2 separate regions of the Mus musculus genome follow, and region 1 is linked to region 2. A link is a contact called in public HiChIP or PLAC-seq data. All regions are on one chromosome and are shown on one strand. Each heading gives the region's core, a stretch centred on a gene start, on an enhancer-like site or on the middle of the called end of the contact. The rest is flanking DNA. Distances are from core to core; before and after follow the strand shown. Region 1 holds the start of Man1a2 (mannosidase, alpha, class 1A, member 2). Region 2 has its middle 65 kb from the start of Gdap2.

Region 1 (6,761 bases), core at 3,846-6,345, 460 kb before region 2:
CTCAAAACTTGGTTGCAAGCCACAGAAACTAATTCCAAGTGAAAAATAAATTACTAGGCTTGTGTAATTATGTTAGAAGCTTCCTGTGACAGATGCTTGAGTTAATCGAGTTAGCAAGAGAAGAGGTTTGTTTTGGATCGTGGTTGGAGGCACTGGTTCACGATCCCACCAACCCATTGCTGTTGGTCCTCTGGTAGAGGTACTGGTGACAAGAGCAGGGGACATATGGTAAAGCTGGGAGCAACACAGAAAAGGACAATCTCTTCAAGGATACACCTGTAACCATCTAAAGATGGTGTGCTCCTGGGGACATTACAGACCCACACTTGAGCATTCTGCCTGTAGCCTCCAAAAGCCTATGCAATCTGCTCATCTCCATGAGTTCCTGGTAACTTAGCTTTTCTATGGCTGCTCACAAGTCCAACTCCAACGTCTCAAGGCAAACTCAGTGTCTTTGTCAGGGTTTCTAGTCCTGCACAAACTTCATGACCAAGAAGCAAGTTGGGGAGGAAAGGGTTTATTTAGCTTACACTTCCCACACTGCTGTTGATCACCAAAGGAAGTCAGGATTAGAATTCAAGCAGGTCAGGAAGCAGGAGCTGATGCAGAGGCCATGAAGGGATGTTCTTTACTGGCTTGCCTCCCCTGGTTTGCTCAGCTTGCTTTCTTATAGAACCCAAGATGGGATGGCACCCAGGGATGGCACCAGCCACAATGGGTCCTCCTCACTTGATCACTAATTGAGAAAATGCCTTACAGCTGGATCTCATGGGGGCATTTCCTCAACTGAAACTCCCTTCTCTGTGATAACTCCAGCTTGTGTCAAGTTGACACCACATAAAACCAGCCAGTACACTCAGCCATGAGCCTTTATAGAAATCAATATGAGCTGCAGCATTCCAAGGTATAGAGAGGCACAATATAAACATTATCGTTCCAAAAAGGAAGGATAGCAAGACATCAAGAAACCCAGAAGGGCTAAGACCAAATCTTAACCGCTCCATTTCCAGCATCCATGGTAAGCTCTGGTGAGATCAGAATCTCTGAGGGGCTTTGTGGCCCCATCCTCAGATTCTGCCTACGGCCTGCAGAGTCTCTTAGCACAATGGTTCTCAGCCTGTGCATTGTGACCCACGGGGGGGGGGGGGGTGTCATGTGTCAGATATCCTGCATTCCAGAAATTTACATTATGATTCATAACAGAAGCAATATTACAGTTGTGAAGTAGCAATAGAAGTAATTTTATGGTTGGGGGTCACTGCAACATGAGGAACTATAGTAAAGGGTTGTAGCATTAGGAATGCTAAAAACCACTATCCTAGCAGATTCTCATTCCATATTGCAAGTACCCATGACTTCTTAGGGTCTTCCATGAGCTTTGGACATTGCCTTGTGGGGTCTGCTTGCAGAAACAGAAACTTTGGCTCTGATGTCTACTGTACATCAGTACATTCAGGCTTTGACTTCTCAGTGCAAACAAATGCTTGGGTTTTGTGTGCTTGCAGAACCAGCATTACAAGGTAGGAATCAAGGTCTGTTGAGTGTGTGAACTATATCTGAGCCTGCCTGGGCCAAGGTCGCCGAGTGCCTTGCTGGATAGTGACACGGACATGAATTCCTATGCAATTTTTTGGGCACCCTAACTCGCTGGCAGATCTGAGCACTCAAGTCGGGGCATGTGCTGACTTCCAAGTCCAGTGCTTTCATCTTGACTTCTCTCCAGGCAGCCTAACCGAGATGCATAGACTAAGATCAGGGAAAGGATAGTTAGCCAGAGGAAGGTTAGGCATGTCTGCATTTATACATCACCTAAGTGGGAAACTTGTGATTTCCCATTGAGCTAATGAGTTTTTTTTTTTTAACTATTATTTTGTGTGTGGATGTTTGCCTGCATATGTGTGTTATATATACACACACACATATATTCTTCTACACAACTGCAAGGTCACTGGTAGATTTATCCCCCAGTAGTAGTTCAACAAATTCATCTTCTATAAGGAAGCAAGCAAGCTGTACATCCTTAGGCCCAGAGTATCTACCTAGGCTTATTTGGGCTTGCTAACTTTCATGCAACTAACCTAAAAATTTCATAGCTTCGAACTACAAATTATCCCTGATCTTCGAGGAAAATGCTTTCTAGATGCAAATAGGAGTGGAAGGAGCAAGGCGGGAGCCTAGTTATTTCTCTAGGCATTCACTCTCGGAACACCTGGTAACTTCTCAGCTGACATCTTTCTTGGAAACCTTGGAAACCAGTTGAAATGCTGAAGGAACAGGTTCTGTAAGTAAATAAGAACCCAGCTTGTCTTTTTGCATTACCCCCTGCTTCTCCCCATCCCTGAGTTTTGCTTAAAATCGGGCTAGGTGATGATACTTCATCTAGGAAGCCTGGATCAAGGTCAAAACTGTTTTGTTTTGTTCTGTAAACAACGAAGAGTCAATATGAAGTTAATACACACGAGGAGCTCTGATATTGCAGTGCTTGAGTGGATCCCGGGAATGGTCCTATCAGTTTGAAACCTGGAAGGATACATTTTATTTTGTTAACATTTAATAATTCTGATCTCGTAAAATATGAATTAACTTAAATAGATTTGTAAAAGGGAAATTACTGTTTTATCTGCCACTTTGGAACCTTGTCTACATCTTTGATCAAAGCCTAACTAAGCTTTGAAAATGAAATATTCTCTTTAGGCATCTGAAATGAAATTCCTCTTTGTTGAATACTTACCCCCTACCCCCACCCCAGTTCACCTTCTCTGCTTTCTGTGGATTGCCCTCACATGGAGGGATCAGTCTGTGTTCAACCTGGTCTGACTGGATCCACCTCCTGAAATTTGACCTTCACTTTCTCAAGTACCATTCTTTATAAATTTTTAATTTAATTAATTATAAATGCAATGCAAACAGAACACATGGGGAAAATTATATATAATACCAATGTCTTAAGAGTTATAATCTTTTCTAAATATTTCCCTTTACTGTATTTATATGCATATTCTTATATACTTGTAACCATAATGAATACATTTGCAGCTTGTTTTTTAAAAAACATTCTTTTAACACCTTCTTTTTAGAAGTGAAAGAAAATGGAAAGGGGAGTCAGGGGAAGAAGACAGAGGGAGAGTTGGAGAGGTAGAGAGGGGAGGAGGCAAAAGGGGGAGGGAGCAAGAATTGGTAATGGTTTGGAGGCTAGTGTAGGAGTGTGACAAAATAGTTGGCTGTATTTGAGTATCTACAAAAATCTGTAAAATTAACACTTTAATCTCTCAGAGAAAAATAGGCAAGGACAAGAAAGAGGACAAGGCATACAGAAGACTCTTCATCAGCTATAAGTCTGGAACTTCCAATGTCACATTTGTAGAATGTTTGGTTTTGGTAAATTTTTCTTGCAGCTAACTGTAGTGTTAGCTAGGTAATAATAACTTCTCAAGGTTTATACAACTTGCTGTCTCGTTCAGAGGTTGGTGTTTTATTTCCATCTTCTCGTGGAAATGAGTGACCTCAACCGTCGGAGCACAGTGTTCCTTTTGGTTGGGCTCTCAACATTAGAGATCTATGAGACAGTCACACTGTATGAACTCCGCAGTTTCTAACATCCATTCACGTGTCTCACTCAAATCTCATTCACTTTGGATCCAGCGGTGGCCCTTGGGAACACGTTTACATCTTGTGCTGGCTTTATTTTGTAAACCAATGACTTCTTTTGTCCTGTGGTAGGAAGGTAGGGTTTGCAGAGCTTCTAGAAATGCCTAGTGGAATGTAGTTCTGAATCCTGCCAAGGGACATGAAGTTTTCCTTGATTTCTAAGGCTGACTTCCCACCCCTGCCATTTATGGGCCTCCTCTCCAATTGCCAGCTACCAGTTAGGATGTGTGCAAGGAACAGAAGGTAAATTTAAGAAAAAAAAAAAAAGCTAAATGCAAACTAGATGCAAGAATACATATGCATTGCTAAGAAGCCTATATTATACTTTATCACAACCTGGTTCTTCTCAATATTACAGATAACAGAATTGACTCAGATTGTTTCAAGCCTCAACTTCAACAATATTGTCCTTTTGGGTTTTAACACCTGCTCATTCATTCATCTTTGTTATCTTTGCGGGGGGAATGGTAGTGGTGGTGGTGAAGATGACTATAGAGTGTATATATAGTCTTGGGACTGAACCACCAGGAATCTCCTGTCTGACCTAGGTCGTCCGATTCCTCAGAAAGGAACCCAGTAGAAAGCGCAGGGCTGCCATTTTAACACGAATCCGGCACGTGGCCGGTGCCACCTCCTTCTTCAACCAGCCTCGCGTGCCCAAGAACGCGTGGAAGTTTGAGACCTTGATGTTGAACCCCGGCCCCGAGTCACTGATAACTGAGGGAGGCATCAGCCTTGGCCCCCGTAACCCGTCAGTCCCAGGAACCCCACATTCCAGCGCCACTTTCGCGATCCAAGCGCCTGGTCCTCCTCGTCCGGCCGCCGGGGCTTCCGGGGGCTCCGGGCTCTCGGCAGCGGCCAGGCCCGAGCGGCCCGGCGGGCGGGGGAGGGGCGCGGCGGCCGGGAGCGTGCGCGCGCACCTCACACTCCGCCGCCCGGGGACGCCCACTCGCGAGTCGGGGCGGCTAGCCGGGCCCGCGCCCCCCACGGCCGAGCCGCTCGGCCCAACCGGTGTCGGCCGCGCAGCCGCTCTGTTCTCCTCCGGCCTCCACAGGCCAGGGACCAGCCCAGGGCCGCGGACCCGCGCCGCAGTCAGCGCGAGCGTGCGAGCCACCCGAGGCCGGGCCCTGCCGGAGCCGCCCTGCGGCCGCGGGAGGCGCGGCTGCTCGCTCGCGCGCGACCGGCCGCCCTCCCTCCCGCCCGCCTCTCCCAGGCGGTGCGAGGAATGAGCCGGCGCCGGCCCCGGGCTGTCGGTCTGAGGGCCGCGGCCCGGCTACCTCGCACGCCGCCACCGAGGCGCAGGGGCTCGGCCGCCGCGGCTGGGCTCGGCCGAGAAGCGGGCGGCGGGGCTAGCTGAGGAGGAGGAGGAGGAGGAGGAGGAGGAGGAAGAGAAGAAGGAGGAGGAGCCGGGTGGGGGCGGCCGCTCGGCTGAGGAGGAAGTTCCGCTCCTGACAGAGCGCGCGGCGGCGCGGGCGCTGTAGTGTTCGGGACGCCGTCGCCCTCGCGGCCTCGGCTGAGGGTCGTCGCTGCTACGCCCGGCGCCGCTGCTTGGAAGCCGCGGAGGCTGCGGAGCGGTGGAGCGGAGGAGGCTCCGGAGGGGACCGAGTGGAACCGACCTACTGCAACTCGTCGTCTTCGCCGGGCGCCTCCCGGGGCGGGCAGCCGCCTCTGAGCATCGCGCCGGGGCGCGGGCATGGCAGAACCCACCTTGCAGCTTCTCTGCGGTGTGGCTCGCCCGATCCACTCTCGGGAATGAAGAGGAGACTCGCGATCATCCGGTGAGGCACCGAGAGCCAAATGGCGAGAAGATCTGACGGGACAGAAACCAACGATCGCTTGGGAGGTCACCCGGGCTTCTGGATGTAATCGGAGAGCGTGAAAGAGGTGGCCTCGTAAATAATAATAATAATAAAAAAGCACAACAATCCTTTGAGAGGAGGGAAATTGAGTTTATTCTTTTTTTTTTTTTGGCCGAGGTTTTGAGAAACGGTTCGATGTGTTGTACGTTTGATATAAGATGAGAACTTTATAAAGTATTCCGTCCAAGAGCCTAAACGATGACTACCCCAGCGCTGCTGCCCCTCTCTGGTCGTAGGATACCACCTTTGAACCTGGGGCCGCCCTCCTTCCCACATCACAGGGCTACCTTGAGACTCTCCGAGAAGTTTATCCTTCTCCTCATCCTTAGTGCCTTCATCACCCTGTGTTTTGGGGCATTCTTCTTCCTTCCAGACTCTTCAAAACACAAACGCTTTGATCTGGGCTTAGAAGATGTGTTAATTCCTCACGTAGATGCCGGCAAAGGAGCTAAAAACCCCGGCGTCTTCCTGATCCATGGACCCGACGAACACAGACACAGGTTCGTTTGTTACTTAAATTATGGTACTTCCTTTTGGGAGAGCAAGGTACAGTTCACTGCTTTCTTGTCTCTCCCCCCTCCCCCTCCTGCCCCTGTGAATGATCAGGGTGTTGAACGTTGTTGGTTCAGAGCTGCCTGGGTAGAACCATACATAGACTGGAAGGACTCCTAGGGTTCCTTGGTTTTTCCCGGCAGAACGAAGTGTTCAGTCAGACTCTTCTGCTGTGGACAGCAGGGAGCGGAGATACAGGGAGTCAGCATGCGCGTATTGAGAACGTGTTTCTGCCTTTCTGCCACCATGTGAAGTCACTGAATCTTGACAGCTTGCTAGACTTTGCTCAGCCACCAAGTCCCAATCTCTGGCTTGTGCTCTGATTTTTTTTTTTTTTTTTAAATGTTAAAAGGTGGGGTGTGTATATCCCTAACCATAATTTGGCCAGTTATTCTGAATTGAGCCCTTGGCAGGGTATAATCAAGATGAAATGAAATGGAAGCTCTGCTTCCAGCCTTTAAGTCATTTCTAGATCTTTACCTAAAAGGAGACTTTGGAGACAATTCGCTTTTTCCAAACACCTCTCTCCTCTCATAAGCTAATTCTTGAATGTGTGAAAGAGAAGTATGTATGAGACTTCACCCGAATGGTAGAACCCCTGTAGAAAATGGGTAGTGGTTTTAACCTAGTGTGAGGATTTTGAAAAAGCCTAGGTTCAAATGTGAGCCTAAGTTAAATATTTGGGACAATACACTATTGTAA
Region 2 (7,261 bases), core at 2,536-5,035:
GGCCCCCAATGGAGGAGCTAGAGAAAGTATCCAAGGAGCTAAAGAGATCTGCAACCCTGTAGGTGCAACAACAATATGAACTAACCAGTACCCCAGAGCTCTTGACTCTAGCTGCATATGTATCAAAAGATGGCCTAGTCGGCCATCACTGGAAAGAGAGGCCCATTGGACATGCAAACTTTATATGCCCCAGTACAGGGGAACGCGAGGCCAAAAAATTGGAATGGGTGGATAGGGAATTGGGGGGGGAGGGTATGTGGGACTTTTAGGATAGCATTGGAAATGTAATTGAGGAAAATACATAATAAAATATTTTAAAAGATTAATAATTACTAAATAATATGGAGCCTGAAGCAGCCACCTCCTGCAGCCTGGTGGGACTTCCAGTGGGAGATGCGGTGTGGGACCAATCCATCCACAAAACCTTGCCACCAAATTTGTCCTGCTTACAAGATGCCCAGCAATAAAGATGGAACAGAGATTGAGAGAATGCCCAACCAATGACTGCCCCAACTTGAGGTCCACCCCATAAGGGAGAGCCAACCCCCAACACTATTAATGATACGCTGCTCTGCTTGCATACAAGAGCCTAGCACAACTGTCTCCTGAGAGGCATCAGCTAGCAGCTTATGGAAACAGATGCTGAGAACCACAAACATCAGGTGGAGCTCAGGGAGTCATGTGGAAGAGTTAGGGAAGGACTGAGGGAGCCACAGGGGTCAAGAACACTACAAGAAGACCTACAAAGTCAACTAATCTCGCGGCCCATGGGGGCTCACAGAGACTGACCATCAACCATAGAACATGCATGGGCTGGACCTAGGTCCCTACACATTTGAAGCCAGATGTGCAGTCTTATCATCATGTGGGTCCCCTAAAAATTGGAGGTTGTCTCTGAGTCTGTTGCCTCCCTTTGGATTCCCTTTCCCCCAGCTAGGCTTCCTTGTCTGGCTTTAGTGGATATTCATTCCAGCTGCAACTTGATGCACTAGGGTGGGTTGGCACCCATGTGGGGCCTTCCTTTCTCTGAGGAGAAAAAGTAAGGGCAATGGTAGGAGAGGTGTGATATGTGAGGGTGAGACTGGGAAGAGAGGAGGGAGGAGGTGTGATAGGGAGGTAAACCATGAAAAGTAAGTTAGTGAGCAGCATCCCTCCAGGGCTTCTGCATCAGCTTCTGCCTCCAGGTTCCTGTCTTGTTTGAATTCCTGCCTTTGCTTCCCTCAATGGACTATGATAGGTAAGGCAAATGGGTCCTTTCCTCCCAAGTTGCTTTTGGTCATAGTGTTTCATCACAGCAATAATAAGCCTAAGTAAAACAGCCTCAGGCCATTTGTTGGTCATACTGGTGTGACCACAGAGGTAGCACATTATGACTTTGTATTATCCTAATGTCTAATAATTTTGATAGCACTTGCATAGGCATAATAATGACATATTTGTAAAGTGCTTTTGCATGAAGTGTATTCCCTTTTTAATAGATTCTTCAAATTTATTACCTAGATTCTGATTGTTTCCTCTCTTATCCAAAATGCAGACCTTCTAAAGGTCCCTCAACAGTGTGCCTTGCCTTTTCAGTCCACTATCTTTTGTTTGTTTTGTTTGTTTATTCACTTTACCTCCCAATCACACCCCTTCCTCCTCTCTTCCCAGTCCCACCCTCACATACCACTCCTCCTACCATTGCCCCTACGTTTTCCTCCTCAGAGAAAGGAAGGCCCCACATGGGTACCAACCCACCCTAGTGCATCAAGTTGCAGCTGGAATGAATATCCACTAAAGCCAGACAAGGCAGCCTAGCTGGGGGAAAGGGGAACCAAAGGGAGGCGACAGACTCAGAGACAACCTCCACTCATCCCTGGGCATGTCACCAAGAGAAGCAAATGCATACACCTTCATGAAGGTGTACACTGATAGCCATAGCAGCTTCACTTATAAAAGGTCATAATTGGACAGACACCAAATGACCAAGGATCCCCACAGTTCGGGAACTGTGTAATTCCTAAGTTGCCTTAGACAACAAGAGAGGGTTTGTTATTCAGGAACTCTACTATAACCACTCCATTATATAGTCTCAATTCTTTTGTCTCATTGGCCTTGTCATTCACACATCTACATGCACAATTCAGATTTCTATGTATTCTTTGTCAACAGCTGAGCAGCTGAATATGACCTTTGGCTAGCCGCTCTGTGATTTTTAATCAGGGATGGTTCAGCTACTTTGAGGTATTTGGAAATGGTGCAGGGGCAGTTTATCATTGCAATGATTGATGAACATCACCAAGGGCCAGGGCACAAAATGCCAACCAACATTCCTGTCCCACACAACAGCATCCCCCATGGTACAGCGTTAGACCACATGGCTCAAGTAGCCAGTGTGTACAATCATATGGCTTCCCTCAGTTCCCTTTTGCATTCTCCCAGGAAACTTTTTTTCTTGCCTCGAACTGCCAGGGCTGCTTCCTTTATGTTCACCTGAGAACTACATCTTACTTAATAGGAAAAGAAAATTCTGCAGAAAAGTACTGCAATCTTGACATCTGCCAATGTACCTCCATCTGCGCCCATGTCCTCAGTATCCATTACTGTCCCAAGTGTAAACTGCTCAGACTATCTCCCAAGTCTGTCTAACTCTGCATTCTATTCAATAACTTATTCCTGCTAACATCAATTCCTACTCCACCCCGCCCCACCCCTGCTCTGTTGCCCCAGTGAGGATCTTTGCATCCCCATGTGATTTTGTAGTCTAAACCTTCTCTCTAGCAATTTCACACTTCCACCTATGTTTTAGAGTACAGGGTCTCATGTGACCTGGCTTTAAGCCCTAGGTGGCTAAGGTTCTTTCTACCTCAGTTTGATATCTGAAGCCCTTGGTTAGCGTGAGATACCATGTCACAAAACCATGATACAAGAAAGATGTCACTTGAACAAAGGGATGTAAGATACTGGGGGTCCTAAGGGAGGAAGACAATGAAGGTTAGGGGTAAGGGCCTAAACTTGAAATTGGATGCAGATGGGGGAGGGAGGTCATGGAGAGTAGAGGAGCTGGATTATGGAGGCTAATACTTAAAGAACATAGAAAGGCAAAGAGGCCCTTGGTGACATGTGTTCTGAATTGTTTGGAGGTAAGGGAAAAAGAAGGTAGGGAGGAAGCAAGACTGCAGAGGCAGCTGAAGCTGTAGGACTGCAAACTTGCAGGTCCCGATGGCTTGTCTACCTGGAATATGGAAAGTAGCAGTGGATAGACTAAGACTGTCAGAGACAAGTATGCTTTACAAGAGAGCCTGAGTCCTAGAATTACTTTCAATCGAAGTTTTATAGCAAAGGGTTTTTGTCTCTTGTGGAGGGAGGGGCTAGAGTCAAGTCATTTTTAAAATTTATTTGGTCAAAACACATCTGAAAATCAAGAGAATAAATAAGCAAATCCAAAGGATTATTATATAAAACACTGTTTCCCCCACTATAAGTATATACTGAATTATTTTTTAAATTTGTATGTATGTATGTATATATTTAATATAAATAGTATGTATATATTTAATATAAATAGTATATATTTATTTATTTAAAATCAGCATGCACTAAGTTCCTCCTCTTATCAAGAACATTCTTTTCTTTTCTGAGCAAGCATAGGAGAATGCCCATTTCTTGCTTCATCCTGGGCTATGTAGTTACTTGGATGACAGCCACAAGTTTCGTCATGAGAGGGGGGAAAACCACATGATAGAACAAAAATACTCAGTTATATGATCCAGAATACATTCCCATATAATTGCATGCACATTCCTGTGTGCTTTGTGCAAGCTGACCTCTACAAGGCTTACCCCACCAATGGGTATTTTTAGCATGGTGTCAGTTGAGAGATCTAAAAGCTGACTGGGAGTTAGAAAGCCTGACTTTCCATCAACCTCATCACTAACTCTCAGGAAGTCCCTAGGGAAATCAATGGGTGACCCTGTTTTCATGATACACCTTGAATTAGTAAACTAGAGGCCGGCTACTTCGATACCATGTTTGAATCTAGATTGAGACTTAGCTAACACTGGTTGTTCTCTCTGTTCTCTTGTGTTCTCACTTATAAACAAGAACAAAAATTCTAATCTCACTGGGCAGGCCCAGCATTCAGGAGGCAGAGGTAGGTGGGTCTCTGTGAGTTTGAGACTAGCCTGGGCTACAAAATGAGTTCCAGGACAGCCAGGGTTACAAGGAGAAATCCTGTCTCAAACAAACAAACAAACAAACAGACAGACAGACAGACAAGTGTTTCGACCTTACAGGATTGTTGAGACTCAGCTATTTATATATTCAAAATGACTTGTAGCACACAGTAGCAGATTATAAATATTAGTGTCTACCTCACCTCACTCTTTTTATTCATGCTTATTAATAATGTGACAAGCAAAAAGGCAGGAACATGGTTTCAGAAATACAAAGAAAAAAAATCATAGTTTGGGATGACCAGAAATGTGGCCTTTCGACATCACATCTCCCAGATTCATGGGAGTGTATTGCTTAACATATCCCTAGAATGAAGCTCTGTTGGAATCTCATCTTCCAAGTGTCATAGTCATCTGCTAGCAACAGCACACCATATAGGAGATCTCTCCCTCCCTCCCTCCCTCCCTCCCTTCCTTCCTTCCTTCCTTCCTTCCTGTTTTTAAAATATGTTTTGTGTTGGGTGTGTTTTACCTGCATGTATGTCTGTGTACCACATGTGTGCCTAGCATCTTGCTGGGCCCCCACCAACACCTCTGGAATCAGAGTGACAGATGGTTGTAGCCACCATGTGAGTGCTGGAGATTGAGCCAAGATCTTGTGGAAAAGCAGCTAGCACTCCCAGCCTCTGGGCCATTTGCCTAGGCCCACTCTCCTTCCTTGTTTCATTGGTCTATCAGCACTTGTTTTTCTTCTCTTTCCTTTGTACTTCATTTTTCAAATGTACACATATGTGTAAACATGTAGTTATATAAACATGCACACATGAAATAGGACAAATGTGTCAAGGAACATGTCCCATCCTGGTCAGGACATCAGGTCCTATTACAAAGGTTGAGATTGGATGCACTGGGTCCTTTGGTTTACTCAGGAAAAAGTGTTGTGGAACAATGTAGTTAGCTGGTCTCATATTTTTGTCAACATTCCCTATGGAACAGGCAAAGAAAATCAATTTCTAATTCTTGTGTACCTTCCTCATATCCAAAGCTAAAAGATTTAAAAACTAAACTCAGGGGTGGGCACAGGATAGCTTTTAGCCACGCTGAAAACTCAAGTTCAACACATTCTCAAATCTGATTTTCTTAGGGGTACACGGAGGTTGAGAGAGGGTTTTCCTCTGTGGTTTGGGGTACCACAGAACTCACTCCACAGACCAGGCTGGTCTGTCCCTTGATGTTATTCTTCTGCCTCTGCCTCACAAGTCCTGGGATTACAGGCATCTGACATGACTCAGCTCTAAATCTGATTCTTTGTGGAAAAATTTTGCCAAGCCACACCTGACCAGACCCATGGCTAAACATGGTCATCCTGTGAGAAGTGATTACCAAATAATCTCCCTGGAACAGTCTCGGTTTCAAATGAAGTTCTCTTCTCAAATGTTCACTGCTTACTATGACACTGCATATGTAAGAATTTAGCTGCAAAGTGTAACACCTCGGTCCAGAGCACATCCAGAATATTACGCACCGAACAAAGGTCATGGCTAACAATTCTCAGCTGGAATGTGTTTGTTTCACCACTTCGCAGTAAAATGAGATTCATTAAAGAGAAAATAGAGGTGCTCCTGGCTTTCATCACTGAACACGATGTCCTAGACTAGGACTCATCCCATAACATATCTACTTGAGGAATCTTGACTTCACCATGGCTGCTCTTCTTCATCTCCCACCACCACGGCTGGCTGCCAATCCTTGTTAACATTGCAACAGGATGTGAGCACCGACCAAGACTCTCAGGACTCCGTGAACTGCTTCTATAGCACTGTGTTCTTCTTAGGAATTTGCCTTGGCAACATCCTTGCGATCTATTCGATTTGGGCTGACAGAGGCTGTTCTGAAATGATATAATTCTGGTAAATCCTTAAAATATCCAGGGCTAACGAGCTTATCTAGATTTATAAAGGATATGAAAATGTTTTACTAGTAGAAGATGCTGCCTTATCGTTTATTCTTATTAGGCTGGGTCAGGTATGCTCTCGTCAAATAATGCACTGTAGTGAAAATTTGCCCACCCTTTCTTTACATTTACTTTAAAACAACTCATACAACACCAAAATATATATCACTTGCCAGTGCTGTGGTCAGTGCTGAGGCTACAATGATGTTCACAGAGATGCTTCAAACTTTAGCTTCTTGGAGTGTACAGTCTAGATCAGAGGTTTTCCTCCATCAAAGCCCATATGGAAAGTTATTAAAACTACTCTCAATACTGCAGCAATGCAAACACAGTATTTTGTGATGTAACCTAGAGTCCTACTTACAGATTCAGAAAACAGTGGTAAATCTAAGAACTGCCCAAGAAAACTGGTGGAAAGTGGTGATAGCAATATAAAAAATAGGTGCTATTAAAGGGTCTGTGTTTTGAAGGCTGAGCTGAGAGCAACTGTTCATAGTGACAAATTAGGTGGTGTGCTATGAGGTAACCACTCTCCCGTAGAAAAGAGGTAACCCACACTCACCAGGATAATACAAGTAGAAGGCTGCTACAGACCAGTATGAGGAAAGGCAGAGAGGCTCTAAATAAAACCCAGGCTCACAGAAGCTGTGGATTAGCCTCCCGATGTGGTCATTCTGCTGAAAGAGGGGGCTGGCTGGGCAAGAACTGGAAAACCATAAACATGAGTGGGTATTGGTGGCCCCCCCTCTGAGAATGACCTGGTGGGCTTCTAACAAGTTCAAAAGGACAAAGGGCAGTGATGAGATTACTGAGGGTAGTATGGCAAATTCTGGATAAGAATGACTCTTAGGTTACTGGAAAGGCAGTAGTGCACAAAAGAGCTGAGTTGTACATTTAAAACATTTTAACTAGTTTTTATGTGTATAGGTGTCTTGCTGCATGTATGTCTGTGCACCACATGCATGCCTATGCTGTCTGCCCATGGTGGGCAGAAAAGGGTGTCAAGGGCCTATGGCACTGGAGTTATAGACAGCTGTGAGTGCTGGGAATTAAACGTGAGTCTTCTATGAGACCAACAAGTGCTCTTATCTGCTGAGGCAGTGAACAATGATGTAAAGGAAGAAGCCATGAAAACAGCAGATGCTAAACCCAA

What was found. HiChIP or PLAC-seq counts read pairs in DNA pulled down with a chosen protein or histone mark.
Region 1: a CTCF HiChIP or PLAC-seq map of the NIH/3T3 cell line shows a contact between it and region 2, with 9 read pairs. The contact joins the promoter of Man1a2 here to the enhancer-like site in region 2. A contact is called at or near these places in 1 of 39 promoter capture datasets (stem cell-derived epiblast-like cells), 1 of 15 datasets of contacts at CTCF or cohesin (the NIH/3T3 cell line) and 3 of 115 datasets of contacts at active chromatin or transcription factors (the SCID.adh cell line, bone marrow-derived macrophages and stem cell-derived neural progenitor cells).

What each region holds. Positions count from the first base shown.
Region 1 is chr3:100,683,807-100,690,567 of GRCm38.p6, reverse strand. It overlaps Man1a2 (mannosidase, alpha, class 1A, member 2), which reads left to right and starts at 5,095. Exons shown (of 13, transcript NM_010763.2): 1 at 5,095-6,007. The coding sequence starts at 5,706.
Region 2 is chr3:100,224,170-100,231,430 of GRCm38.p6, reverse strand. No RefSeq gene overlaps it. Among named protein-coding and RNA genes, the nearest start is that of Gdap2, 65 kb to the right of the region's middle. Within about 2 kb of position 3,785, at least 37 of the 459 cell types and tissues checked have an H3K27ac peak or open chromatin away from gene starts, as enhancers often do. A contact at or near this core is called in the NIH/3T3 cell line, where this site is marked.